5 separate regions of the Mus musculus genome follow, and regions 1, 2, 4 and 5 are each linked to region 3. The links are chromatin contacts, called in public Hi-C and HiChIP or PLAC-seq maps. All regions are on one chromosome and are shown on one strand. The core of a region is the stretch at or near the end of the contact, and the rest is flanking DNA. Distances in the headings are between cores, read along the strand shown.

Region 1 (2,700 bases), core at 141-2,640, 470 kb before region 3:
AAAGTTTATTCAGGTCGGCATGGAGCTCTATGTGGTACAGTCAAATCAGACCCCCTGGGCTCATCAGACTGTCCCTCCATGTAAAGCTGGGGTAGTGTTGGCATTATGAGCATGCTGTGTTAATTAACTTACTTTTTGTCACAGTGACAAAATAAGCTGAGCTTTGATAAGGAGGAAAGGTTTATCTTGGCGCATGGCATTGGAAATTTCAATCCATAGTCCGTAGCCTTTGTGACTTTGGAGTCTGTGGAGAGTTGTAATCTGATGGCCACTGTGATAAGAGGCCCATCATGCCGTCTAGCAAGCAAAGAGAAGAAAAGGACCAAAATCTCAGCACACCCACCATAATCCTACCTCCAGTGGCCTAACTTCCTTCTATGAGTCCCACCCATGAGAGGTCCCTTCACCTCCCAACAGTGTGAAACAGAAGCTCAAGCTGTTATCTCGAAGGCCGCGAAGGGCATTTTAGACCCAAAGTACAATAATCCAGATCAGCGTTAAGATTTCAGCATGCAGCTGTGTGGCCATGGCGTTACTTCATGTCTGTGGGCCCCATGTGTGCTCATGGGAGATAGTAACTACCTCATGATATTGTGAAATTAGTAAGGAATTAACGTATGGAAATGACACAGAACGTCAGCCTGAACTGCTGCCACCGGGTGTGAGCTGCTGTCCTTGCCCTGTGGAGTGGATCCATTCATGCTCATGTTAACCTGCCTGAGCTTGTTTGATTTCCCCCTCATCCATACTGGTCACTATAAATGGGGGTGAGTGAAATATGCCAATATAACGCTCAATGTAACACTCACATTTGCAGAGACTGGCTCTGCCCAGGTCCTGGCTAAGCTATCGTGCTGTACCGAACAGCCCTAAATAACCCCAATGAGAAGATGAGAGGCAAGCACACTGGGGTGGGAGATATGCCCAAATTAGCAAGTCAGCCAGTCAGTGACCGAGTTTGACTTAAGACCATGTAGGCAAGGGTACAGCAACGTACCTCTGGAGGTGGTGGAATCAGAGATAAGAGATGAGTGAAGCCACTGGCCTAGACTCGATGTCCAGAGTTAATCAGCAAGCCTAGCTGCTCCCAGAGGGCTTCCTGCTGCAGTGATCCTATACTAAGAAAAGAAAAAGAGGTTGGGGGCTTAAGAGCTGATCTCTTAGCAGCAGTTGCCTAACAACCGTTTTCCCCTTGGGAAGATGAAGCCTCTGCAATCCCAGAGGGGATGTCTGTGGGCCAGCCTCTGCCTCTTGTTTAGGATGATGCGAGTGAGCAAAGCATCTTTAGCCAGCTGATCCAACTTCCAGATCAGTGTAAAGCAAGCAGCTGCAGGGAGGAGCGGGGGAGGAGGGGAAGACAGGAGGCTGCTGAGTGTCCCTGTTGCAGCATCACAAGCAGATGGCAGCCTGAGCCCTGCTGTGGTGGCGACAAATTGACAAGTGTGAAGAAGCCCCAGTGTACCAGGGGCTCTCTTCCTCTTCCGTGTTGTAAATCAGGACATAAGCAGCCTGTGGGCCCTGCAAACTGAACTAGGGGCAGCCCCATCACCCAGCCAATTGCCCCTGAGCTCAGAAAGTGAAAGAAAAGGCAGGTCCTATGCAGAGTGGAGCCATGAGGAAGAACCCGAGCTGCCCATAGGCTGCTCTGAAGCTGCAGGGGACTCGAGTGCTATGCAGCTTTGGTGAATTGGGACTTGAAGCAGAATTAATTGCCTCCAAATTGTATCTTTCCTCGCAGCCATCCGTTAGTTGTCTATGGCAGAAGGATAATGACACTTCATGAAATACAGCTACAAAGTCAAGCCTTGTGCCTTGTTCACCGGAGCCTTGGAAGGAAAGTCAGAACTGTCTCAACAACTGTAATCTGTCCTGGCAAGAATAATGATAATCTGAAAAGACTCTTGTGCCTGCACCCTGAATTTCAAATTATTGAAATGACCTTCAAACCACTAAAAAAATGAAGTCTCCCCAAAACTCTTGTGCCCAGAGGAAAAGGCTGAAGCCAGGGGAAACTAGTCTCCAAGGAAGAGATTTTACATCATTCTGACAACTTGCCAAGCCGCCTTGCTGAAGAGATTGGAGCCCAGAAAGTGATAACTCAACTCTGGGTGGGGTCGAGATGATTAGTTAAGTGTAGTTTATTCCCCTCTGTCTAAACCCGAACTTTATGTCTCAATGACGGATTTGGGGCAAGCATGGCTCTCAGCCTCTTTTCCTCTTCACAGCCTTACAGAAATCTCCCTCTTTTGATTTTTACTTACTTTGTCTCTATTTTTGATTGGGTTATCTCCCTCCCTCCTTCCCTCTCTCCCTCCTTTCCTCCCTCCCTCTTTTCTCTCCCTCTCTCCCTCCTTTCCTTACTCCCTCCCTCCTTCCCTATCTCCCTCCCTCCTTTCCTCTCTCCTCCTCTCCCTCCCTTCCTCGCTCCCTCTCCCTTCCTTCTTTTTCCTCCTCTCTTGTCTTCCTCCTGTGTGTAGTCTGTGAATACCCTTGTGCATGTGCATGAAGGCCAGAGAAGGGTAGGGCATGTCCTAGTCTCTTATTCCCCGTGGAATTCATTTGAGACTGATTTCTTTCTCCTTCCTGAATCTTGAACTAGGCTGACAGCCAGAAATGCTCAGGGATTCTCCCTCACCCTGCCCCCATTCCCACACATACACAATTCACAGCACTGGGGCTATAAGCTTGCACAATATCATG
Region 2 (2,700 bases), core at 23-2,522, 470 kb after region 3:
CCCCACCCACATTCCACAGCCAGGGCACTAGATGGGGCTGAGTCTATGAAAACTGTCCTTGGTAAGGGTTTTGCATAACTATGGTATTTGAAGGGCATGATCTGTTTACATTTTCTCTAGGCTCCGCCCAGCAGTTACCTAGCAACAACCAGGTACCAGCCTGGCTCACATATAAAAGGACTATTCAGTCTCTCTCTCTCTCTCTCTCTCTCTCTCTCTCTCTCTCTCTCTCTCTCTCTCTCTCTCTCTCTCTCTGCCTCTCTCTCTCTCTCTCTCTCTCTCTGCCTCTCTCTCTCTCTGTCTCTCTCTCTCTCTCTCTCTCTCTCTCTCTCTGTCTCTCTCTCTCTCTGTGTGTATGTGTGTGTCCCCATCTCTGTCCCATCTCTGCCTCTACTTCCTTCTCAACACTCCTTCCCATGTTCCTAAGTAAACTCTATTCTATACTACACCCTTCTTTGTTGGCTGTTACCACTGCAGAGGGATGCCTCAGGATGGGCCTGCTGAGTCAACCCCCTCCCACCACACCGTACCGTGCTCCACAAAACATATCTTTGGTTTTATAAAACACATCAGGATGTTGGCTACAAAGGAATCTCTAGTACTTCAGCCTTACTTTCTGGATAGCTTTACAAACTGTCCCAAGATGGGCTTCATTTTGTTTTACAGAAATTCTGAACTTTACAGGTATTATTTTTATGCACATAAACATTACTCCTCCCCTCTTTCCTGTCACGATGGTTTTCAGTACCTATGCTAGTACATATATTTGTGGATCTATACAACGTTCCATCAGCAGAATAATTCCAACAGTGGAGTAGCTGGGTTACAGAATATACATATTTTCAATCGCTATTTAGCCAGACTTCTGTCAGAAATGTCTGTTCTAGCTATATGATAAGATTGTATTTCCCCCATCTTTGTAACACTGGGGATTGCTACATTTCTGTGTTGAGGAACAAAACCACGCATTGTTTAATGTTACTTTTGTTTTGAGTTTTTGCAGCGGAGGTGGGCCTTGGCACCTCTGCATCTTCCCCACCTCTCTTCCTGCTGCTTTAAACTCCCAAGTTGCTTCCTGGGAAGTCTTCTGAAGCCAGAGAATCACAGTAACGTTCTTCTGTGGGCCTAGGGAGCGCGCTAATGTTAACAGGCAGCGTTCGGAGCAAAGGTCTCTCCGGGTTTCCACATCTGCAGCTTTGTACAGGCCCTCACCTCTGAAAAGCCTGAAAGCGTGAAGCCAGGCTTGGCCTAATGTGAATTAGCAAGACAAAGAGCTGTCGAGGGGCGGAGCGGTGATGAGCTTTAATTTACTGAAGATTAATGAGCCCTCGTGGATCTGCCCCAACCACCCATTTTCTATCTCCTCTGCCCACATCGGCTTTGTTAGCGTGTGTTGGTCATTTAGAATTATCCAGCAACAATCTCACCACTTAAAGAGGCATACTGATGGGAGCCGAGGGCTGGAGGGTTCATGCTCTGAACACAGGACCCCAGAGCTGGAAAGACTGGAATGTGGGAATGTCTCCGTGGCCCCGGACCCCACCCCACCCCCACCCCTTGACTTTTGTTTGTGGCCTCAGCCATTTGAGGCTGTTTGTTTACTTGAGCCTAGGAATAAAGCCTCCCAGAGGCCTGGCTTTGGCTGGGGTGAGTCTCCCGAAAACCAGTGGCAAACCTTTCAGACTCAATGGAGCAAATCCAATACTACTTCAAAGCTCAGCTTTCTAGTGGAAGATCTCTCTGGGGTAATACAAATGTCACGATAGCTTCCCCATAATTCCCAACGAAAGGGAAACGCTATTAGCCTTGGGCTTCAGCTCATTACCAGGGTGCTAGAGAATTCTCTCGAGTTTTATCATCAGCAACTATCAGAACTTTCCAGGCCTCGACAAGTTTTTATTTGCCTACCCGTGCAATGGGTAGATGTTGCAAGCTTTGTAAGGGGAAGCCTCAACGATTATCCCTAACCTTCCTGTGCTTCTCTCGGGGTTCATGGAAATAAAGGGAAGGCTTTCTCCACTGAACCGGTTGGAAACAGTAACAGGATTTATGCCAAATTCTGAAGAAGCCTTCCTGCAAAGGCCTGCAAAGACACAGAACCCGGGTGGTGGTGTACCCCTCACAGATTTAAACTAATAAAAATAAACAAATAAAAGTAGAGTATGCTCTAATTTAAAACCAAAAAAACCAACAGAACAAGAAAGAAGGGCTATTCTTTCAATATGAAGAATTATCCTTGAGCATTGTCAGCTGGACTAATGGAATAAATACAAACAGAAAGTCAGCTGGTGGGACTATGCCCCAGTCCGGCTTTGCCCTGCAGCAGGACAGTGGTGGAGCTGCCATCACAACATCCCATGCTCCACCCAGAGAAGGAATCCAGAGACAGCAAGAAGATGAGAAGAGAGTCTGCATTAGGCCTGCTTGAAAATTCTAGTCAACTTCGAGGACCCAAAGCAAATAGCTTTAAAACAACATCCAAGCTGTTTGTTTTCCCATCAAAATACAATCACGTGTTTGACTGTGGGTTGTCACATACATCATTCTTAATCTGTCACTGCTGAAACCAGTGCGACAGTCGCAGTCCTCAATTAATGCAAATTAAACCAGTTGTCTTGTCTATAATTGTCTAAACTAGCAAAGTGCCTTTCTTTGGTGACAGGGCATCCCGGACTCCTTGCTCTGTTACCCCTAAGGGCC
Region 3 (2,700 bases), core at 33-2,532:
ATGAAAATTCTGTCCCGGAACCGCACGCAGCCTGGCGTTGGAGGCCTTTCGGTCTTGCGGAAAATGGATTCCAGGCACCGAAAGGCTCTCAAGCCGCCACTTGGGTGAACGTCCCCATCCCGACTTTCCTAACTCCGATCGCCAGCGCAGAAATTTGGCCAGGCATCAGCGCCCGAGCTTCCCTCACCAGAGCTGACAGTTTCTGAGAAGACCCCTTTCCGGGCCGCCCCCCTGGACAAAGGTGCGAAACAAGGAAGCCTCGGAGTGGATTTTCACCATTAAATAAGTGCTAGTCACTACTCCTGAATTTACCCCATATCAACATTCGACTTAAAAAAAAGTTATTGGGGGAAAACGCCTAGGATTCAGTACAGAGTCATAGGTCAGAAACCCAACCAATCTTCTAAGCAGGGGCGGATGCCGGCTTAATTGTTTGTTCAAGAGAAAGAAGTTAGAACATCTATCAAATTAATGATGCCAAGGAACAGATACCCATATAAAACTCCGACATGTGACTTTAAGTTTCAACTAGTGTCTTTAAACTAAACAACCTTCCTTCTCTCTGTTCACCCCCCAGGCCTTTTCAGGAGAGTTTGGAAAGAGTGAGATAGTGTTTACGTCTGTCCCTATTAAGCGCCAGGCACAGGGAGACCATTCTGGACAATATTGAGAGAGCGGGAAAGTTAGTGACTTCCGCCGAGGTTTTCCCTACTTAAACTTCCTAAATCAGGGTCTGTTGGAGGCCCTTCCCTGAGCCCCGATTATGAAACTGGGTTTGCGGGTGGGGCTGGAAACACGTCTGGTCGGCTTTCCCTCTTCCATCCCTGTCTCTTTTCTGCAGCTTTTACACTCAGGAGCCGGATGGCGGGACCCTTGGATGAGGACTGGCATCTTTGTCACATAGGCAACTATAGCCAAGACTGGCCTCAGAAGCGAGTGTGGAAAAGCGCGCGTGTATAAGAGAGCGCCACTCAACCGGGTGGGACCTCTTTCAGCGTTGGGTCACTCCAGCATCCTCACCATCTGCTCCTGTCACCAGCCGATGGCCTCGCCTCCCTGAACCCGCCCCTTGAATTCTGAAGCCAATAGCAACCCCATACTGCTCTACCCCCCTTCGCGAACCCTTTCCACACCCCCACGTTCCGAGAGACGATTGGCTGTTTCGACTTGGGTGAAGCTCCGGCATTTGCATGCTGCTCGCGCCTCCTGGTAGGTAGCGCAGCCCGTCACTCGGAAGGCCGGGACCGCCCACTCCACCTCAGTGCTGGGCTCTCTTCCTGCGCAGTTCTCCGCCGCAGCCTCAGCGGGCAAGCGCCGGGGCTGCTCTCAATCTCCTGGCTGCGAGGAGGCAGCCCCGGCGAGCTGTCGTGCGCCCCGTCCAGAGTTACTGAGTGCGGGGCACAGCGTAACTGACAGCGCGTCTGCTCACAGTTCCCGTCGCCTGGACTTAGCTTTCCAACCCCGGCTTCTCGTGGGCATCATGTCAAGAGCCGTCGCCGCTGCAACCGCCGCCGCCACCCGGGGAAGAGCCGCAGCCTCGGCAGCCGCGCGCGCAGGAGGGCAATAAACCGAATCACTCCGGGCTCAAAGTGGCAGGGGACCGTCGCGGTGCTCTCTGTTCCGGCGGGACTCCTGCCATGTGCTGAGCCATGCCCCTGGCCGCGCCCGCGGGCCGCGTATGGGGCAGCGCCTGAGCGGCGGCCGGTCCTGTCTCGATGTCCCGGGCCGGTTCCTGCCGCAGCCGCCGCCGCCCCCGCCGCCGGTGAGGAGGAAGCTCGCGCTGCTCTTCGCCATGCTTTGCATCTGGCTGTACATGTTTTTGTACTCGTGCGCCGGCTCCTGTACCGCCGCTCCCGGCCTGCTGCTCCTGGGCTCGGGGTCCCGCGCTACTCACGCTCAGCCAGCCCTGGTCACAGCTCCGAATGAGACATCCCCTAAGATGCCCTTCCGGGCACCTCCGGCCAATTCGCTGGCTGCAGGCAAGGATAAGACAGTAGGCGCTGGGAGCCAGGAGGAGCAGAGTCCAGAGGCGCCGGACTCCCCCAGTCCCATCTCCAGCTTCTTCAGCGGCGCTGGGAGCAAGCAGCTGCCGCAGGCCATCATCATCGGGGTGAAGAAGGGCGGCACGCGGGCATTGCTGGAGTTCCTGCGCGTGCACCCCGACGTGCGCGCCGTGGGCGCCGAGCCCCACTTTTTCGACCGCAGCTACCACAAGGGTCTTGCCTGGTACCGGTGAGTTTCCTCTCCAGGGGCCGCTGCGCCGGCCGTGATCCCGACCGTGAGCCCCCACCGGCCGTTGCGCGTCAGGTGGGGAGGGAAGCAGGGGTACAACTTCCGTCAATTTAGGGCGGGCGGGGACCAAAGTGCGACCGCACATTGCTGGTGGACAGTTGGGGAGAAATCAGATGCTCCGGAGTAGGCTGAGACAGCCACCTACAGAAACTTTTAGCTTGGCACCGTTGGCTGGTATGCTGCGCCCTAGAACCATTTAGGTGATCTCTCCACAAAGACACCCACCCGGCAGCTACTGGGAAAGCGCCGGAGGAACCGGTTACCTTTTGGCTGTGGCCGCATCCCACGCGAATAACTCGGAGTGGTTAGGATTTTGTCTCTCTTGCAGCCAGGGACGCGGGGAGGAGTGTTGTGCGCCTCTGGGTCACAGCCTTTAACGAGCACCAACTGCTAGAGTCGCTTCTGCTG
Region 4 (2,700 bases), core at 98-2,597, 270 kb before region 3:
GATTTATATTACTACTCCATACCAGTCATTTTGCTACTGTTATGGATGGTAATATAAATATCTGATATGCAGGGTGTCTGATATTAGATTCCTGTAAAAGGGTCTCTTGACCTCTTCCCCAGTGCGGTCAAGATCCACAGGTTGAGAACCCCTGCCTTAGAGACTCCTAATACACTGAGAGAAATCATCATTTACTGAAGAGTGGCTATTGAGAAATAAAAATGATCTGGCATCATGTTGGCTTTGCTGGTGCAACAGTCAATCCTCGTTGCCAACTTGACTGGATCTAGAATTACTGTGGGTATATGTCTAGGGCAGAGTAGATTTCTAGAGAGGTTTATCTGAGCTGGGAAGACCTACACTGTGTGTGGGCAGCACCATGCAGTAGGCTGGGACTACAAAAACAAGCAGAGCATTGGAAGAATTCACAGATAAGATCATCTCTCTGTTTTCTGCCAATGTGATGTGGCCACACCCATCCTCCTGCCATGGGCCTTTCCCAGGCATGATGTCCTGCACCCTCATACTGTGAGCTGAACTAAGCCATCCCTCAGCTGCTCCTTGTCAGGGTCCTTGAGTCACTGCTGTGAGTAGTAACTAGGACAAGCCGCCTGCCCCTGGGAGTTGTTGTTTCCTTCTGATGAGACACAGACATCCAGGACTGCTCAGGGCACAAGGCCTTCCATGTAACTCAGCTATTTGCAACTTTTGCTGTTTTCCCAGCACAAATAACGTTATCTCTTGAGTGGAGCTTGGCTCTAAGGCAGTGGCTCTCAACCTGTGGGTCAAGACCACCTTGGGTGTCAAGTGACCCTTTCACAGGGGTTACCTAAGACCACCAGAAAACACAGATATTACATTATGATTCATAACAGTAGCAAAATTACAGTTAGGAAGTAGCAATGAAAATAATTTTGTGGTTAGTGGTCTCCATGACATGAGGAACTGTACTAAAGGGTTGCAGCGTTAGGGAGGTTGAGAACCACTGTTCTAAAGCCACATGGTGTACTCGCTGGTGACATGCTTCTGACATGCTTCTGACATGCTTCCTCTGCTGAGTTTCCATGGCCAGTGGGTTCAACCTTTTACTCTGAATTGACTCACCTGTTGGGCTCAAATTCAGTCAAAACAGTGTTGACATGGTCTTTGATTCTCTTTGTTCCAGTGACTGATTTGAGCAGCCACATTCCCACTGATCACCCTCCCTATACTAATATTGACACTGGAAGACAAACAGAATCTTGGGAGGGGATCTATGCATTTGCCCGGTACCCAAAGACTCAGGTCAGTGATGTGAAAGCCCCACACGCCAGCAGACATTAAGCGAGAAATCCCTAGTGCATTGAGCTGTGTTTGTTGTTTCCACCAAGTGGAGAGTTTAAGGACAGCGGGGACAGTTAATTGCCCTCGTCAGTGTCACTGCATAAGATCGATGATTTGGGGAACAAGAGCCAAAGAGTCAAGAACTCTGGCACAAAACCAAACCATCTTTGTCCATGTGGGTAATGAAGGGAGTCTGTCCCTGAGTTCTGAGGCAGCATGGGGGTGCAAAGCTCTGTGCATGACCTCTGTACAGCTTCCTGGGTCTGCCGAGCTCCACCTGAGCAGAAGACTAGGCCCCAGGGGAGCTATGGCTCAGCACAAACTGTGTCTTGAGGTAGAAATAGCTACCAGTTATTTCTAGGGGTAGAAATAACTAAGGTCTTGTCATCTGTGCCACCACAAGTGACCTATGTCACAATCTTACTATGAGAAAGGGACCTGGTCTGCCCTGTATGCTACTGTTGGGTAAATCACACCACCTGCTTTGTAGAGTGCCGTCCTAGAGTGTCGTGTCCCTGTCTCTAATGGGGGACTAGAAATGATTACATCATTCCCAAATTAGGAAGGCACTGAGTTAAGGCTACCAGGAAGATAGGTAATACTACTTTAAAATTATTTACAAACATAGGTACATGAGTGTATCCTACAATACATGTCTATAATATTGGATATATTTTATATTATATTATGTATTGCATATGTACATATAAAAATTAGGTTTTACATATATTATAATATTTATATAGCATGTTTTAAAGTTTGTTTTGCCCAGATGACCTTAGCATCCTTACTTCTTGTCATCATCACAGGAGACAAGTTCACATCTTGCCACCTCTAAATCCCCCACAGAGCATCCCTGCAGGTGCTCCATCTGGGCTGGTTGAATTCTTCTTAGCTTGACAGGAAGCCTCTGTGCTGTGCTGTCCTGTCAGATCTCCCTGTGACGTCACTGACTGCAGCAGCTTCCTGCCACCGTCTGGGTTTGCCTACTCTCTTCCTTACATCATCTCTCTCATTTTCTTTTTCTGAAGGAGAAGGTCAATTTTGTTCTTTCCCATATCATCCTTCCCAGAGACAGAGGGATCTGACAACTACTTTCAGAATTTACTCAGCGTTTACTGCATAACATTCCAGGGAATTGCCTGAGATGCCACCTGACAACCACACCCATTTGGTTTGTGAACAGAAGATAGGATTCAATTCCTTCTCTTCTGTGTGAGTTCATTTTTATTAACTGGACACAAGCCTAGACATATCTGGGAAAGAGGAATCTCAACTAGGAATTAACTCCATCAGACTGGCCTATAAGCAATTCAGTGGGGCATTCTCTTGATTAATGATTGATATGGGCGTGCCACCCATGGGCAGGAAGCCTGG
Region 5 (2,700 bases), core at 158-2,657, 280 kb before region 3:
ATCCTGTGGAACCATTGGCAGTCCTCCTGGTTCAGTGTCCAAGGTGCTAAGATTGCAGATGAGAGTCACCAAGCTTGACTGTGGTAGCAATTCTAAAGCAGGCCATGTTGTAGGGTACACAGAACACAGGAAGGGAGAAAATAAAAAAAAAAAGGGACTTGGATTCTAAAACCAGGATTGTCTCTAGACAGGCTGAATCCCAAATGGAATGCAATAGTCTCTGAATCCTCCAATGAAGATATCAAATTCTTAACAACTTCAGGCAGACACATTATAGTCAAATGAACTGTTCTTATTGTGAGTACTCCCATGAGGGCACCGGAGGAGGATGTCAGGCCACAAAGGGAAAAAAGCATACATTGCAGGTCTTCTTATGCCTTGTATGTAACTCAGTAGAAGAAACCGAAAATGACTGCTTTCCCTCTGAAGTTCATGCTGTTCTTCAGTACAGCCTCTGGCCACAGCAGCTCATTTTTGGCTCTGAAAGTGCATGATAGGGTCACAAATTATACAGAGTTTAGAACTGCAGCTGGTGGTACAACTTGCTAGTGTCCAACATCTAGGATGGCTCCAGTTTGAGGAAGTATTGAGCAAGCCCCAACCATACTAACTCCATCACAGAGTGACAGAGAAAAGGACCAGATACAAAGCCCATGAGGGTAGCACTCTGGAAAGAATGTGAGGTTGTGAAACATATGCTTCGGAACTGGGAGTGTGATGGGCTCACCACCTTTTCCCTGATGACGTGAAATCAAGGAAGCCTGGGGTCAGCGGAGATCTGTGCAGACAGACCCAGCCAGGGGCTCCAGTTCTAGTTCTGTTTCAGAAAACAGGAAAGAAGTGACGTGTCTTCACACTTAGAAGTAAGGATGTGTTCCTATTTGCTTTCTCACTCTCCTTCATTTCCCATTTTTGTCACTGAAGGTCACCATACAATGCCTACGGAGACTGGATTAGGCGACCCATGACAGCCTGAAGCCCTAGAGTAGACAAAGCTCCCTTTCTGATAAGAACTACAGTCCTAAGCATCAGAAAGTATGCCTGCATCCCCACAGATCTTCTCTTTGCTGCCCTACCTCCTGGCTTAGCAGGCACAATCACAGAAAGTACAGATTACAGTGATATAAATAACACCTCAGCTTTCTATCCATAGGAGAGCCCCAGGATGTCTGAAAATGCAAAAGGAATCAGGAAAATTGGAGGAGATCCCCTGGGCCTCCCAATCGCTAAATGTAGCCAGAAGCAGTGAGAGTTTAAGTATGGATCCCAGCAGTGTGCTAAAGTCTGTGAGCACAGAGATCCCAACTGTGAACTGACCGCAGGGTGGAACGTACACAGGACAGACCCAGATAAACATTTTGAAAACATGACCAGCCTGGAAACCACAACCCACTAACGGCTGGTCAGAACTTCAGCCTGAGCCTGATGGCTGCTGAAACCGGCCTGTCAACATCCTTTCTACAACACACGTCAGACTCAAAGCCTCACAGGTTCCCAGTTTAAAAAAAAAAAAAATGTCCCACAAAAAGCAAACACACACGAAAAAAAAACAGAAATCCTCACTTCAGACAGGAAGTGTCACTCAACAGAAGTAAATGCTGATGGAACTCCATGTTAAAGTTGAGTGACTGACCCATACTTCCAGACAAGCAGGAAACAGTAGCAGAGAAACAAGGCAAGACAGACCAAACTATTGGTGGAAATCAAAACTACAATGTACAAGAATTTAAATGTCTCTGAGTGAGACTGAGGCTTGGATTTCAAGGACCTGAGCTGGCATTGCAGAAGACTGGAAGCCACGGGGGGTGGGGGGGGGGGGTGGGATCTCACTCGTGTCTTCAGGAAGAGCAGGAGGAACTGTCACCACTCCAGATCTACAGGACTTAATTTTAAAACGACCCCAGTAACCAAAGTTCTTATCAGAAGCAATGGAGGATGCAGTCCAGCCAGAATTCTGTGTCCAGTGAGAGTGTCCTTGTCTTAGTCAGGGTTTGTTTTCCTACATAAAATATCATGACCAAGAACCAAGTTGGGGAGGAAAGGGTTTATTAAATGTACACTTCCATACTGCTGTTCATCACCAAAGAAAGTTCCTATCTGTGATCAGGAACTCAGACAGGGCAAGAACCTGGAGGCAGGAGTTGATGCAGACGCCATGGAGGAGTGCTGCTTACTGACTTGCTTTGCTGGGCTTGCTCAGCTTGCTTTCTTATAGAACCCAGGATTACCAGCCCAAGGATGGGACCACCCACAAGGGCCCTTCCCCCTTGATCACTAATATATAACACATAAAAGCCATGAAAGAAAGAATAGAAGGGAAGAGAGAGGTAGAGGGGGGAGGGCACACGACTGAAGGGAATAAGAGGGGAGGGGAGGGGAGGGGAGGGGGAAGGGGGAAGGGAAGGGGGAAGGGAAGGGGGAGGGGGAAGGGGGAAGGGAAGGGGGAAGGGAAGGGGGAAGGGAAGGGGGAAGGGAAGGGGGAAGGGAAGGGAGAAAACACAGGCAGACTCACCCTTTAGTTAACTTCAACACTCCTCCAGTGAGTGATTGATATAACCCACAGATGGGAAGTCACTAAGTACAGACAATAACCAACACTGTCACCCACTGTGTCTAACTGGTGTTTATAAAATGTCACACCCAGCAATAGCTGAGCACATATTATTCCTTCTGAGTACGGAAGGGACATTTGCTGAGACT

What was found. Hi-C and Micro-C count contacts between places; a contact is called where the count stands out from the background. HiChIP or PLAC-seq counts read pairs in DNA pulled down with a chosen protein or histone mark.
Region 1: a contact with region 3 is called in a Hi-C map of the N1E-115 cell line, with 10 times the contacts expected there. The contact joins the enhancer-like site here to the promoter of Hs3st3b1 in region 3. A contact is called at or near these places in 3 of 39 promoter capture datasets (the 3T3-L1 cell line and the C10 cell line), 2 of 484 Hi-C or Micro-C datasets (the N1E-115 cell line and cerebral cortex), 11 of 115 datasets of contacts at active chromatin or transcription factors (Th17 cells, acute myeloid leukemia, craniofacial prominence and 8 more) and 1 of 9 other capture datasets (macrophages).
Region 2: a contact with region 3 is called in an H3K27ac HiChIP or PLAC-seq map of embryonic stem cells, with 3 times the contacts expected there. The contact joins the enhancer-like site here to the promoter of Hs3st3b1 in region 3. A contact is called at or near these places in 5 of 39 promoter capture datasets (the 3T3-L1 cell line, epiblast stem cells, frontonasal cranial neural crest and 2 more), 4 of 484 Hi-C or Micro-C datasets (embryonic stem cells and epidermal suprabasal cells), 5 of 115 datasets of contacts at active chromatin or transcription factors (embryonic midbrain and embryonic stem cells) and 1 of 9 other capture datasets (embryonic stem cells).
Region 4: a Hi-C map of the N1E-115 cell line shows a contact between it and region 3, with 6 times the contacts expected there. The contact joins the enhancer-like site here to the promoter of Hs3st3b1 in region 3. A contact is called at or near these places in 2 of 39 promoter capture datasets (embryonic stem cells and hippocampal neurons), 6 of 484 Hi-C or Micro-C datasets (the N1E-115 cell line, Th2 cells, embryonic fibroblasts and 3 more), 4 of 115 datasets of contacts at active chromatin or transcription factors (acute myeloid leukemia, embryonic hindbrain, kidney and 1 more) and 3 of 9 other capture datasets (adipose tissue, embryonic stem cells and liver).
Region 5: a contact with region 3 is called in a Hi-C map of granulocyte-monocyte progenitors, with 2.0 times the contacts expected there. The contact joins the enhancer-like site here to the promoter of Hs3st3b1 in region 3. A contact is called at or near these places in 6 of 39 promoter capture datasets (the 3T3-L1 cell line, the C10 cell line, embryonic stem cells and 2 more), 1 of 15 datasets of contacts at CTCF or cohesin (stem cell-derived epiblast-like cells), 8 of 484 Hi-C or Micro-C datasets (CD4 T cells, embryonic fibroblasts, embryonic stem cells and 4 more), 6 of 115 datasets of contacts at active chromatin or transcription factors (acute myeloid leukemia, embryonic forebrain, embryonic hindbrain and 3 more) and 2 of 9 other capture datasets (adipose tissue and liver).

Annotation. Positions count from the first base shown.
Region 1 is chr11:64,395,356-64,398,055 of GRCm38.p6, reverse strand. No RefSeq gene overlaps it. Among named protein-coding and RNA genes, the nearest start is that of Hs3st3a1, 39 kb to the left of the region's middle. Within about 2 kb of position 1,390, at least 47 of the 459 cell types and tissues checked have an H3K27ac peak or open chromatin away from gene starts, as enhancers often do. A contact at or near this core is called in the N1E-115 cell line, cerebral cortex, forebrain and 1 more, where this site is marked.
Region 2 is chr11:63,453,908-63,456,607 of GRCm38.p6, reverse strand. The region is part of intron 2 of Gm40016 (a long non-coding RNA gene); the gene reads left to right. Among named protein-coding and RNA genes, the nearest start is that of Gm40016, 8.8 kb to the left of the region's middle. Within about 2 kb of position 1,272, at least 44 of the 459 cell types and tissues checked have an H3K27ac peak or open chromatin away from gene starts, as enhancers often do. A contact at or near this core is called in embryonic stem cells and stem cell-derived epiblast-like cells, where this site is marked.
Region 3 is chr11:63,920,866-63,923,565 of GRCm38.p6, reverse strand. Hs3st3b1 (heparan sulfate (glucosamine) 3-O-sulfotransferase 3B1) reads left to right here and starts at 1,282. Exons shown (of 2, transcript NM_018805.2): 1 at 1,282-2,232. The coding sequence starts at 1,679.
Region 4 is chr11:64,186,773-64,189,472 of GRCm38.p6, reverse strand. No RefSeq gene overlaps it. Among named protein-coding and RNA genes, the nearest start is that of Gm12290, 24 kb to the right of the region's middle. Within about 2 kb of position 1,347, at least 18 of the 459 cell types and tissues checked have an H3K27ac peak or open chromatin away from gene starts, as enhancers often do. A contact at or near this core is called in the N1E-115 cell line and liver, where this site is marked.
Region 5 is chr11:64,203,223-64,205,922 of GRCm38.p6, reverse strand. No RefSeq gene overlaps it. Among named protein-coding and RNA genes, the nearest start is that of Gm12290, 40 kb to the right of the region's middle. Within about 2 kb of position 1,407, at least 17 of the 459 cell types and tissues checked have an H3K27ac peak or open chromatin away from gene starts, as enhancers often do. A contact at or near this core is called in acute myeloid leukemia and granulocyte-monocyte progenitors, where this site is marked.